Regions from separate parts of the Mus musculus genome. Here region 1 is linked to region 2. The links are chromatin contacts, called in public HiChIP or PLAC-seq maps. All regions are on one chromosome and are shown on one strand. The core of a region is the stretch at or near the end of the contact, and the rest is flanking DNA. Distances in the headings are between cores, read along the strand shown.

Region 1 (7,260 bases), core at 202-2,701, 240 kb before region 2:
GCATCGAGTCTCACAACCCATACATTTAATATGACTCAGCCACACAGCCACATACACACACACAGATACACACACACACAGACACACACAAACAGACACACACACACACACACACACACACACACACACACACACAGACACACACACACACACAGACACACACACACACACACACACACAGACACACACACACATACAGACACACACACACACACAGACACACACACACAGACACACACACAGACACACACACAGACACACACACAGACACACACACACACACAGACACACACACACAGACACACACACACAGACACACACACACAGACACACACACACACAGCTTTAGTTGTCATAAAAATAGCTTAGTGAGTTTGAGGAGGAAACAAAGTCTCATCCTTGTCTAGATGTTTACTGCTCTCCTCAAAACTCTCTTAGTAAATGCCTCCTTTGCTGTGTGTACCAATTTTAACCCACAGAGCCACAAACTTGGTCTGATTTTTATTAGACTCCTACGTGGAAAGACCAACCTCAACTAAACAAAACATCATAAATATTTTGCTTCTGCCTTCCACCCATCTGGATTTACTGTGACCCTGCTGAGGTAGTGGTTACATTGCTGCAATGAGCAATAAATTGGGCTTTGCTGTATTTATAGGTTATTTTTGCTGTTATTTTCCACTAGCCAGACAGTGTTGTGTGAGCTAGCAATGCCAGGTGCTTATGGATAGTTCTCTGCAGCTGAGGACAGATGCCAACATCCTGAGAAGGATGGGGACAACCCATGTCCTTGATGATACTGTCCATCCACCAAGTTAATCCTGAAGCTACACGGTCCTAATAACAGCAGTGCCTCTGTGCTTTACATATAGTCTACCAGGTATGTGGTTTTATGCACGGAAGGCTTCCAGATGCAAACTACTCATCAAGCTGTATCCGGTTGCATCTTTCACAATCATTCCTCCCATGCTTTAAGCCAAGTGGTTCCACAATGGTTGACTTGCTTCTTTGCTCTTACATCTTCTCTCACTGCTTCCCAGTTTGCCCTCTCTCCCCAACTAATCCTTGTAGGAAGGCTGGAGATGAGTACCATTCCTCTCACTAGGTTTTTCTGATCACACAAACACTCTCAGGCGACGCCACCTCACACACACAGGAGTTTCAGTCACAGAATAAGTAAGCCTTCGTGTAACTTGGCAGGCTGCTGACTACAATGAGCATTTCCTGTTTTATACCCTGCCAATTTCTTCATTTACATCGTTTCTTTTAATTCAGGCAGAGAGCTTAAAAATTCATCAGTCATTTGGCCAAGACTGGAATAGGATTTTATGAAGCTCAGAAAAGGTCTCACAGCCCTGTGGCAAGTAGGAGAGTAGGGCAGACTCATATCTATACCAGTGTGGTTCATCTCCTACAAGCCAGCACGTATGCACAGATGCTGACTCATACTTCCGTTCAAACATGGTGACAGAGCAGCCTGGGTATTGAATTTCGTTGTTCTAATGAGTTTCCACCTAGCACTGAGAGCTGTAGAATCAGTATACCCCATCAGCCCTCTCTCTGAGTTCCAGCACCCATCCCACTGTCCCATGCCCCAACAGTCTCTTCTCTATAAACAGACCTGTATTTATCATCCTTCCAAAGGACCTGTCAGAACTGTGATTAACTATTTCTCACTAGGGTGTTTGAAGCTGGCAAAGAGCTTGTGGTTTCCTTTCCCAATGTGTTATCTTTTAGCAAAAGACTACAAAGGAAGTGCTTCCTGGAACCCAAAGGATTAGTTCTCTCATGCTAAAACTTCAATGTCATTCTATGGTTCTTTAAGGTAGGCTGTGCTCAATATACAGTCAATAAGTATTATTTTAACATTAGCTTATATGTGTGTCTCTGCACACATGCACCAGCCATTTCATGCACGTGAAGGTCAGAGGAAAATTTGCTGGAGTCAGTTCTCTCCCACTACGTGAGTTCTGGGGGTTGAGACCGTCAGGCTTGATTGCAAGTGCGTTTACTTACTGAGTTATCTTGCTGACCCCCCAAAAAGCATTAAAATCAAAACCAAACTCTGATAAAACAAGTTGTAATGGTGAACGCAGTAGTCGTGATGAGACCGGTAGAATAAAAGAAAATTACACCTTAACTTCCGGCTCTAGGGAATTTGTACAAGGACTTGGATCCTTCAATGGCAAAGCTCCAATCCATTCTTCTTTGAACATTTGCTGCGTGGAGTCATAGAGAGTCCCACATTGTGAGTGCACGTGGAGAAAAATCTGTATTCCTGCTTGCCTTTTTCTTCCTCCAAAAGACACCAAGTCTCTCATGTTTCCCTCCAAAACTTCGAAGAGAAGCAGCTATTCTCCCCATTGTGTTGTGTGTGAGAGAAGTAAATGTTGAAAACACAGGACATATAGGACACATCTCTCTTCCCAGGAAGGACTGTGTTTCACCCCAATCTAAAGATGAATCTGGTATTTTCAGAGAATGCATGAGTGAATAAGAGACCTAAGCAGCCTATGGCTACCCAAGCACTAGGTCCAGTCAAACATGGCTGAAGTCAAGTAGGCATGAGACTGGAAAGTCAGCTGACTGCTGAGAATCACAAGGTGAGTAACCTTGTATGTCACCTTGAAGAAGCAAGACTAATTCTTACAGCCACTGTGGAGTTTCTGAGAACAAACCTAGCCATCCTTAGTATTTGGTATTAGAAATTTTGTTTGAAAACATAAGTTGAACACCTCTAAGCCAGAAGTCTGAATCCTTAGACTTTGTAAGGTAACTCCAAACATCTTGGATTTTGGGGTATTTCTGATAGGGGATCTCAATGTTAAGTCTAATCAATCTTATTATAAAATGTCAAAAATCCCCCAAATTGGAAACATTTCTGGTTCTAAGAATTCTGGACAAGGGATGCTCAGTCTGTGTAACCTAAAAAGAATGCCTTTGGACTGGAAGTTAAATCAACCTTTTTTGAGATCTCAGGTTATAAGCTCAATTCCACCACCACCACTTTGCTAATCTATAGGAAACTCTTTCCAGCTAGGTTTGCCCAGAAAAAGTAAGATGGTTTGGGATACACAGAGGAAAATGTGGAAGGGGTAGCCTGGGCTGTCCACTGCTTTTCTCCCTGTAGCTCAGGCTGACCCAGTTCTCTCTCCCCATAATGCAGGCGGTCCCAAATACCACTCCACACAGCTCAGGTTATCCTGCAAGTCTCCCTACCTAACCTAGGCTGTTGCTGTCTTTTTCCAGCTGCTATCATTTGTCTGTCTATAAAATATTAAACCCACAGAGTATTGTGTTTAACTGGGTTGCAGAGCTCAGCCCCAAGACAGAGTGTCTGCAAACACAAAATCTTGAAGCAATGGCTTAGATTGAAAAATTGACAGGATACCCTAAATCTTGTTGTTAAAGTGATATTCCATCCTCTACTGCTTCGGGGACATTTAGATATGGAGCAGGTTACTTTCCATCCTTTCATGCCGTTGTCCTTAAGGCGTTACAGTGTCAAACTTGCAATGTCTCTCACCCTTCGAGTGAAGCCATACTCATGGAATGCAGGCTCGTTTCCTAGTCACTTGAATGGTATGATAAGTAGATGCTTTTCCAAAGTCAGCACTGTCTTTTGGAATATCATCGCTAACAGGACCTCTGTTGTTTACCTGTTAAGTTTCTCCAGTCTTTCCTTAAAGCAGACTCTCCTTCTGGATCTCCATCATTAACACAAATTCCAGTATGTCAGTTGCCTCTTGACAATATGGTCATCAGAGATAGGTACATTTTGTTCTTTGTGTGTTTGTTACTATGTATGAATTAAAAAATGAAAGTAAACACATCATCATGGGCCTAGTTAGGGATGTTCCTTGTATACATTATTTAAAAGAAAAACCCAGAGAGAGAGCTGATGAAGCACTGTGAAAAGTATGGCACTGACTCACAGTCCCACAGCATGCTGACATTTAATATCATACTAAAAATTTATATATGCCTTGAGGACTGCCTGACACAGTGGCTCTGTGTGTGTGTGTGCACGTGATTGAAAAATAAGAATGTACAGCAGGAAAAGGGATGGTCAGAGCATAGCAGAAACATCTGCTTAGGAAATGAACAAAGTAGACGGCCACATCCCTCGGGTAGAGAAAGTATCCTCAGGTTTACAGATCTTAGGTTAGTCTAATTCAAGGGGCCCAGTGAGTGACAGACATGAAGTATTCAAGTTTAAATAAAGATGAGAGAGATTATCCCATCCCTGTAGCTGACTTCATCTTAAGCCCCGATGTAAGGAAAATGGATTCATAATAAAATGATCTCATTGGGTACAGCAAGGGTACAGAAAACAAATAGTTTAGGACATAAATGGTTCAGAGGGCTTTCATAGCACCACAGGAGCACCATCTGGAGAGATAGCGAGAGATATTCTGGTATTCATAGTGATCCTACGTGACGGGCTGAGATACCACACTTGATTCTCATCACAGGTGAGCCTCTCAAGGTGCCTTCTTAAAATTTTGAAAGTACATGTAGGATGAATATATTTCAGACAAGGAAGCTTGCTGAAGAAGACTACCAGATCTAGTCCTCCAAACACTACCAAGAAATTTAGCAAATTAGGGTGCCCTGCAAACAGCAAGTCACCCTGGCACAGACAAAATCATCTGGGGATGAGAGCGTGGCTGTGTGTGAATGCCCAGACATTATGCACGTGTGCTTGTATCCAGGTACCCAGCAACGGAACTCATGAATCCACATAGTCGGTCCACATCTTAAAGAGACAGGACTAATAACAAAGATTTGCGAGTGTTGTCAATCCTGGAGAAAGACCTTCAACTCCATACTGACTTCTTGGACAGATCAAATCATGTGAAAAAAATAGTGTCTCTTTCCTAACACTGAGCAAAAAGACAAGCAATACTCACATCGACTGCTTATTTCAATGTCAAATGTTTATTTCTATGCCATAGTTTCCTTAGCACAATTTGCAAAAGAAAGGAATCCAAAAAAAACCCTGATCATTATTAATATTTTGGGGGGATATTTTCTCTGTAGTTAGAAGAAAGAAAACACACACATTGATAGAAGAATGATCATTTCTTTCACAGCATTCTAGCAAGTTGCATCTGTTTTCCTTGGATGTCACGTTTGTGGGGAAATACCCACAGGAGAAACGTTTTGACTCCTTCAAATAACCACGGGGAGGTTTTTGTCAGCGAATATATCTTTGTTTTGGTACACTTTATTATTAATCGCCACACTCTCATTACTTAATATAATAGGCATAATTTATTACATAAACAAAGTGCAGTGAAAAATGAACAATGTTAGAAACAAACTGAAATGTGGTGCCTTCTAAATCTCCGCAGGATAACAACTAAAAAGCACGTGAATACAAACTTCTTATCAGTATAAACACAGCCCGTCTGGGTTGGAAATGGGCTTAGGAGACTAGTGCTTTTTGCTGGAGCTGGGAGGTGTCCCATACAACCAAAACAACCTGACAACCAATTGAAGACTATTGTTTTCAAAGTAAAGGAATGGTCTGGTTTCTTAAATCAGTCCTTCATGTAAGGGAGCCAGAAGATGGCATTTGCTCTGTAAGTAGACTTCTCTTGCCTGATTTTTTTGAGACACAAACCCACCACGACTTTTACAGCAGAAGTGGGTACCACTCCTTGGATCATGAGGCCCTTGGGAAGCAGCCTACCCTAAGTGTGCAGGGTGGTGGAGGGCCAGCACCCAGAGGACACCATGGTGGCTGTGCACAACATCCCCTTGAGCAGACTCAGTGAAAGGATGCGCATTCTTTAAGTTCATGCACATTTTATTGAGTAGTAATATAAAATGCTTTTTCTTTGTCATTGGTACAGGTGCATGCTTTGATCGTCAACATTTCCGAAGTCAAATTACAAAGGCAAGGCTTGAGGCTGTAGTGAATGACCTGGGCACTTAGACAATTGTTAAAAAATATGAATGGACTTTTGTGGTTGGTTGTTGTTTTCAGAATGAACCAGTAGTAACCCGTAACTAATATACAAAGGGAAAAAAAGTGAAAAAAGTACGTATTTTGTGGCACATGACAGAACAGAACGACATAACTAAACTGGTATGACATTAACGGTTACCATGCATTTAGAGTTACACATGTAACTACAAACTTATTTAAATTTCACAAAGTTTGCTAAACATGCCAACCATCTATGTGTGCACTGACAAGCTTATGTTAAAAACTTTTAAGAATACTCTCCCCTTTAGATTTTTTCAAAGCTTTTGTTTTGATTACAAAATTTCAAAGGCATTAAGCATTTTCGAGAATATAAAGCACACGCCAGTATACATACATTTCCAGTAAATGTCAGGCCACGAAGCGCGTTACAGTCCATACAGGCCGGTACAGCCATTTTATTTTATTTTTTTTTCCTTAAAAAACATGCATAGGCAGAATTTTTTTGTTTGTTTTTGTTTTTTACAGAATATAGAGGCTTCATCACTGCACTATGGTGTCGTGTTCACTATACTTAAAAATGCACCACTCATAAATATTGAATTCAGCAAGCCACAACCAAGACTTGATTTATCAACAAAACCCCTAAATATAAACAGCAAAAAAGATGGGTATAATTATTCCAGTTTTTTTAAAACTTAAAGAAAATGTATTCACTGCCAAATTAATAATGTTCTATGGAAAGAAGGGCATTCAAGCAAACTAAAGAAACCTGAGGTAAGCATGATCTATACAAAATTAAACTGTCGTATTTTTTTTTATTTTTTATTTTTTGGCATTTTAACAAATTTGCAACATTCTTTTTTTTCCAGGTTTTTTTTTTCTTTTTCTTTTCTTTTTTTCTTTTTTCTTTTTTTCTTTTTTTTTTTTTTAAGACTGCCTAATTCAGTTTATAGCCATTGTCTGACAGGAGTAGCAAAACATTATCAATAAATAGTCCTTAGTTAGTTTTTACATCTTTTTTTTTTTCTGTTAAAAATGTTTGATGTCTTCCATTTTAGTGCTGCGACTGTAAACGTACAATAGAGTATAAGAAATTAGACAAAGTTTTCGTGTCCAGTAACAGAATAAAAGGCCTTTCATTAACCTATCTAAAAGTCCCCAGTGCAGTAGGAAAACGCGTTCATTCCCCTAACATTGCAGTATAGACTAGCATTAGCTTTCTTTTTAAAACTTTTTTTCCCTAGAAGCATTTTTTAAAGGCATACCCAAAAGAGGTGTTTAATCACCACCCTCACCAAAATATAGTTTATTATCTCTCTCCC
Region 2 (7,018 bases), core at 2,934-5,433:
AAGTATTTAATCATTCTAGGAATGGAAGCCACCTGCAGTCACAGAGCCATTTATGAGGTGTCTGGTCCCCAGTTCACGCTACATGTCTCCATTCCAAGGCAACCGCAACCATGGAATGCCCCTGCTTCAGGACGTTTGTGCTGATGGTGAAACTTAGGTTCTGAGTACACTCCTACCTCATCCGAGCCAGCTAGGCCATGTGGACTTCCAGGGTTCCCTTTCCACTGCAGATGGGCTTGATAACACACAGAAAGTCTCCTTAGAGCTGTCTACACTCAATTCTACCAGGACCTGACTGAGACAGATGCAGATACTTAAAGCCAGCCATTGGACTGAACCCAGGGACCCCTATGGGAAGAATTGAAGAGAAGAATTGAAAGAGCTGAAGGGGATTGCCATCCCATAGGAAGAACAACAGTACCAACTAACCAGACCCGTCAGAGTTCCCAGGAACTAAACCACCAAACAAGGTCCATGACTCCCACTACATATGTAGCAGAGGACTGCTTTGTCTGGCCTCGGTGGGAGGGGATGCTTTTGGTCCTGTGGAGGCTTGATGCCCCAGAGAAGGGGATACTAGAGGGGTGAGGTGGGAGTGGAAACACCCTCTTAGAGGCAAAGGGGAGGAGGGAAGAGGGAGGGGGACGTGCTCACGGAGAGGGGGTCCGGAAGAGGAACAACACTTAAAATGTAAATAAATAAAATAATTAATAAAAAATGAAGGTCATCCTATGTTTAAAACATCTGAATGAGACTCAACTACTAATTTTAAAAAGAAACTACCTGACTTCAGGGCTATAGGAGACAAATGGTCATCATAGGATGATGGGTTAGACAAGAGTCGCGGCAGGAAATGAGAGATCTTAAGCCATCCCAGCCCTGCGGATGCACCACAGATGCCTGAACCTGGATACAGGAGATGCAGCATCTTTGGCATGGGAACCATGTGACCATAAGAGATCCAAGGAATACACAAGCATCACCCAAAATGGAGTCCAAAAATACACAGCTGGTTGCGGTCCTGAGAAGCCTTTGATGACAAAGTGTAGAAGGTACATCTGGCTCTCCTCCCAGCCCCATGCTCCCAGAAATAAGACTCAGACTCAAGATAGATTTACCAGTACCTTGGCCAGATAGCTAGGTTCTTCTCTGACTATATCACAACTTAAAATAACCCATTTATTCTAATCTACATCCTGCCACATGGCTGACTACCTGTGCTCAGGTACCATGCATTTGTCTCCTTACATCTTCAGGTGCCTGGCTCTATCCCAGAATTCTTTCTGCTCCTCCGTGTTCCACTTTCTATTTCCTGCTCTGTGGTGGTGGCCATCAACCCTCTCAGTCTCACGTGAGCGGACTACACAGCTTCCTCCGCAGAAGCCACTAAGTAAACACCTCTAGAAGAACGATCTATTATTAGCAAAATGCTAATCTGTTAGGAGCAAAATCAGAAGTCCTCCGCGTTGCCTGGGTGCGTTAAGACATTAGCAAACATCTTGTGAGTGGCTCTAATGAGAAAAGAGGGTCAGATAACACGATACCAACCCAGCTGACAAACGAGTGTGTGAGAATGAGGGCAGAGCCTGGTCCCAACCATTGTCTTCTGTGAACACTGCATCTGGGTGGGACACTAGGGTGAGGGTGCCAGAGAAACACTAGTTAGAGACCTGGATTCACTGGGAGAGAAAGCAGAACATATCTGTACTTTTAGATGTATTAAATGCCCAAGAATGCATCCTCGATTCTATATGCAAAACTGTGACGCAATCCAGAAAGTGAAGGTAATCAGACATTTGCCAGAGTCTGTGATCTTCAACACTAATTTTGGCAGAGATTAGCGTTGACATTTCAACACATGTTGATTTTCAAGAATAAGATCTTAAAGGGGATTTCTTATTTATCACATTTTAATTAAGTACATATTACCAGACAAGTTACCAAACAATTTAATTTTCACAATAATCCATGCTGTTGGCTGTCCTATAAAGTACAGTGGCGTTGCAACACCTCTCATCATGCATTATTGAAAATGACTTAATGACACACATCTAAAAATATATGTCAAAAGAGCAGAAGGGCACGGGAGAGAAGGCTTAGTTAGCACTGTGTTTGCCTTGAACCCAAAACTCCAGAACCCAAACAAGAAGGAGGGGTGTGACAGCATGTGACTATAGTCACAGCTCTGGGGGAGGGGGGTGGCAGAGACAGGTGGCAGAGACAGGTGGCAGAGACAGGTGGCAGAGACAGGTGGGCAGAGACAGGTGGCAGAGACAGGTGGGCAGAGACAGGTGGGCAGAGACAGGTGGGCAGAGACAGGTGGGCAGAGACAGGTGGCAGAGACAGGTGGGCAGAGACAGGTGGCAGAGACAGGTGGCAGAGACAGGTGGCAGAGACAGGTGGGCCTAGGGTTGCTGGGCAGACTTGTCTGCTTCTTGGTTTCTGGCCAGTAAGAGCCCCTCACTTAGAGAGAGAGAGAGAGAGAGAGAGAGAGAGAGAGAGAGAGAGAGAGAGAGAGAGTGTGTGTGTGTGAAACCTGAAGCATGACACCTTAGGGTATCCTCTGACCTGCACAGGCAGCCACAGACTCCAGAGAATATAAACACTTTCACTTGATTTTTCTCTTTCTTTCTTTCTTTCTTTCTTTCTTTCTTTCTTTCTTTCTTTCTTCCTTCCTTTCTTTCTTTTTTTTGTTTTTTTGTTTGTTTGTTTGTTTGTTTTTTTTTCGAGACAGGGTTTCTCTGTGTAGCCCTGGCTATCCTGGAACTCACTTTGTAGACCAGGCTGGCCTCGAACTCATTAATCCGCCTGCCTCTGCCTCCCATAGTACTAGAATTAAAGGCGTGTGCCACCACGCCCAACTCACTTGATATTTTCACTTGAGCCACACACACATACACACGCACACGCACACACACACAAATGGAAAACCTAACACTAACTTTCAACCCATTCCTATTACTGAAAACCTCCATGCCTTGAAACCACACCTTTAGCAACGTTGACTAGTCCCTCCTTCCATAAGAAGTGCTGCACATGGCACAATGGACCTTATTTGCACTTTTCCAAAGCCTGGCTAGAAACCGCTGGTTCTTGATTCTTGTTCTCAAGTTTAACAGCTCCATTTATGAAGGCAAAACCCGAGTCCATTAAATAGCTATTGCCTCTATGTAAGATCCTGAAACTAGCCTTAAAACATAAAGATGCAGTGCTAAGAACACAGTACTCAAGCCCCATGAATTCCTTCAAGCACAGGGCTGTATTCTCTTGCTTTCTGGCATGACTATTCCAGAAGTGATCTCTTCAGTTTGCCTACAGATTCACCATATCTGTGTCTCTAACATGTTTTGTCTCCTGGAGACTTTATTTCTTCTATGCAAGGACATCATTTGACAGGAACTCCTAAGGCTTGAAGAAAAATAAAACAAGGGAAATAATTAAATTGGTTAGTTCACTGGACATGCCTTTAACTCCAATACTCAGGGGGGATAAACAGAGACGAAAGAGTTCAATTGACAGCCTTGGGTACATAAGAGCCATGCCTGAACAAACACACAAGTAAATGCGTAACAATAATAAATAAATAAGCAAATAAATAAATAAATAGGTGGACAACAAATGTAAATTTGAGCTCTGCTCCGTAATTGTGCCAAATCTTGCAAATCTTTGCAGTTGTGCCTTAGCACTCAAGGTGGACTTGTTCCCAGATCTTGAAGACACCAAGCTCTGCAGGCGTTCACCTTCTTTATATATAAAAAAAATGGGCTGGTGTTTCTATGTAACCTGTGCATATCCTTCCATACAGTCTGAGTCATCTGTAGATTATTTGAAAGGAATACAATGCAAACACTGAATCATTAAAGCTTATTGTTTAAAGAACAATTACAAAATGGGGGCCGGAAGGAGTGGGGGGACCCAAGCTTATACCTATGGCATGTTTGTGGCCCAAAATTCACACTGAAACCCAAGTGTTAAAATGATAGCAAAAGAGGTGTGACCTTAGGAAGATGAGCAGTTCATGAGGACAGAACCGTTGTGACTAGAATTAGTTTTCTTACATACACAGCCCACTGAGCTACCAAACCCATGCAATAGTCAGTTACAGTGAGACATCTCTATGTACAGGGGCCCTTCCCGATACCTCAACCATGCTGGCACAGTGATCACAGACTTCCTGCTTGCAGGGAGGCAGGCAAGCCATTTCTGTTGTGCCCAGATCACAGTTTAAGATGCCTGATTAGAGCAGATTAAGGCACACTGTAACTGGTTTTGCAGAACAGGAAACTGTGACTAAAGAAGGTTAAATAATTTCCTGAGAATGTGCAGTAAGTAGGAGTCAAAGTCACAGCCATGCCCTTTCTCCTCTGGGTATCTTGCCAGGTCTCTTTATCCACTGACATTTCCATGAGACAATCAATGTCACTCATTAGGCGTAACACTGGGCTTGGGGGAGTGAATTACACAACCATGAGAGTGTTCACTGGCCTTTTTGTACAGGAAAGGAACTATATCTCTTAGAATAACAATATCTTAAATTAAGACAAAAGTTTATCTTACACAGAGACTAGGTTAAAGTAAGTAACTACCTTTACCAGGGTAAGACCACAAAATCATTATCACATTTCCTTTTGCCTCATCACCTTATATTACCTGATCACTTTATATTCTCTAGGATGGGACTCTTATTAGTGTGGTCCAAATGATTTCCAGAGCCTCAGCCATCACCTCTATGTTCCATGAGCCAGAAAAGCAATCAGGAAAAGAAATATAGCACCTCTTCCTTATATGGATATATTCTATATGTAACCGTCAACACTCTCATCACCTTACACTAGATAGACTTCACCTCCAGGACTCAGCTGACTACACGGCAGACTTGGAAATGTGTGGTGCCTTCTGGCTGGCGGGAGTGGGGGGTAGGGAAGTGCTAGATCAAATTCAATTCTAGTATTATTATTCCAGAATAAAAGAATGGATACTTAAAGGTAATATCATAGATCTGCATAGGAATTTGCTTGTATTTCCTAATTTATTTCATAATATTTTCGATCTTTCAAACAAGTTTGAGGTAAATAGGATAGAGTCAAGGTAAATTTTTAGGAAGAATATATTACATTTTTCTCATTATAAGAAAAATCAAAATGGCTGATGCAATTTTCCATTTGGGAGCGTTGTTTCCAATGTGTATTATGAAGAACTAATGTTTACTAAATGAAATTAGCAGCCTTACTCCAGAGTCTGCTCACAGGAGACTCCATTACATGATCACTACGGTAAATTTCTACCAATGATAATGTACTTGAGTCTAACAGGTATTTGTTAGCCAAGCTTTGGGAAGATCAAGCGTAAATGTCAAAGTAGAGAACACAAGAAAAAAAAAAAAAAAAAAAAAAACAAAATTGTCAAGAAATTAGGCATGAATGCTGCTTCAGCTACCAAAGCAATCTGGACCTCTGTACATATGAATGTCCCCAGATGCTCGCAAGCATGCCCCAGTTAAATCATCATGACAAGACAGTAACAGATTGGTGCATCTATAGCCTGGGCATGGGCAGGCATCCTTGGACCCTGCTGCTGCCTACAAGTCTGGCTTGTTCCCTGGCAAGTCAGTTTGCAATGATAATGCAGAAGAAAAAAGTGAGATCAACAAAGTAGCCACCCAAACATGCAGGTTTCTTAAAAGTGTTGGAAGAAGTTTGGGGTGGGAGTCCATACAACCCTGGAAATGCCCTGAAAATTCTCTATTTTTCCCTCCTGTCCATGCCCCCATGATGTTCACCCCATCTTCCTTCTCCAACACCTCTCGTTCAAAACCATTTCCAATTTCCCAAAACCTTCTCAACTGTTCATCTCAATGCATTCCATTTGACAAATAACCTAAAACCAAAACAATTGTTCCTTAAACTCTGCACTGGGGTTCCTGTATGCAGTCAGCAGAGGTATGCTGGAGATTGTATCTAATGCTTTGATTCAATCAGGAATCTGTATGTCCAAACACTAAAGGTCCTTGTCCCCATTTGGTTTTTGATTGATGAATAAAGATGCCACCAGCCGATGACTAGACAAAGGGAGACAGGGCAGGACCCTTAGAGTCGCATAGGCTAGGACTCAGGAAGGAGGAGAAAGAAACAGCCATGACTTGGAGACGAAGGATGGGATGCAGGAGCTGAAGGAGAGAAAGCCAACCAGCCATGTGAGAATTCAGGTGGGTGGCCACGGGCCTGGGGTAGCAGGGGAAGGTTTAGAAGTGCCCAGCATTCGAGGTAATGAAGGCATTTTAAAATTAATTGGTGTGTGTGTGTGTGTGTGTGTGTGTGTGTGTGTGTGTGTGTGTGTATGTATGTGTGTGTCTTTCATCCTCTATTCCAAAGAGTTCCTGGGTGGGTGGCTGGAAACATGTGACCTGTCGGGAGCACAAAGTGATATAGCTCAAATTCACTCAACACAGGTGCACATGTGCATGCATGCACACACACACACATACACACACACACACACACACACACACACAGCCTTAAAATCAGTAATTAATGCATGTTCCTGCACCTAAATCCATAATCAAGATTTATTTTTCATCCACTTTGTATATTTCTAAAAACTCACCAAGTGAGGGGATTCTCTTACCTCCACAGAATCCTAAATGCTAAATATCCCATGGTGTTTCAATTCCCTTCATCTAAATTGCATTTCATGTAGTTTTGTCTATTTCACTATCCTTTAATATTTACAGATTTCTAAAGATCATGATTAAAATACAAGGTTCGAAACTAACTGTAGGCATGACATCATAAAAAATACCCTCCATATCATTTGGAGTGTCAAGTAGCACTTAGATAGTGACTGCTACAGCCTAGATGAGGTTAAACTGCCTCCTAACGTGTGCTCCTTCATATGAGAAGAGACTTCTGAATCCAGGGTGCTGTCCCTGGATGGTGTAGAACCTTTAAGGGGCAGGGCCTAGTAGGAGCCATTGGTTCACAGGGCATCCTCCCAGGAAAGTGCATCATGAATTTTCAAC

What was found. HiChIP or PLAC-seq counts read pairs in DNA pulled down with a chosen protein or histone mark.
Region 1: an HNF4G HiChIP or PLAC-seq map of pancreatic cancer cells shows a contact between it and region 2. The contact joins two enhancer-like sites. A contact is called at or near these places in 2 of 115 datasets of contacts at active chromatin or transcription factors (effector CD8 T cells and pancreatic cancer cells).

The regions. Positions count from the first base shown.
Region 1 is chr3:136,935,387-136,942,646 of GRCm38.p6, reverse strand. Ppp3ca (protein phosphatase 3, catalytic subunit, alpha isoform) reads right to left here. Exons shown (of 14, transcript NM_008913.5): 14 at 4,920-7,260. Among named protein-coding and RNA genes, the nearest start is that of 1700006H20Rik, 16 kb to the left of the region's middle. Within about 2 kb of position 1,451, at least 86 of the 459 cell types and tissues checked have an H3K27ac peak or open chromatin away from gene starts, as enhancers often do. A contact at or near this core is called in effector CD8 T cells and pancreatic cancer cells, where this site is marked.
Region 2 is chr3:136,695,181-136,702,198 of GRCm38.p6, reverse strand. All of the region lies in intron 1 of Ppp3ca (protein phosphatase 3, catalytic subunit, alpha isoform), which reads right to left. Among named protein-coding and RNA genes, the nearest start is that of Ppp3ca, 29 kb to the right of the region's middle. Within about 2 kb of position 4,183, at least 71 of the 459 cell types and tissues checked have an H3K27ac peak or open chromatin away from gene starts, as enhancers often do. A contact at or near this core is called in effector CD8 T cells and pancreatic cancer cells, where this site is marked.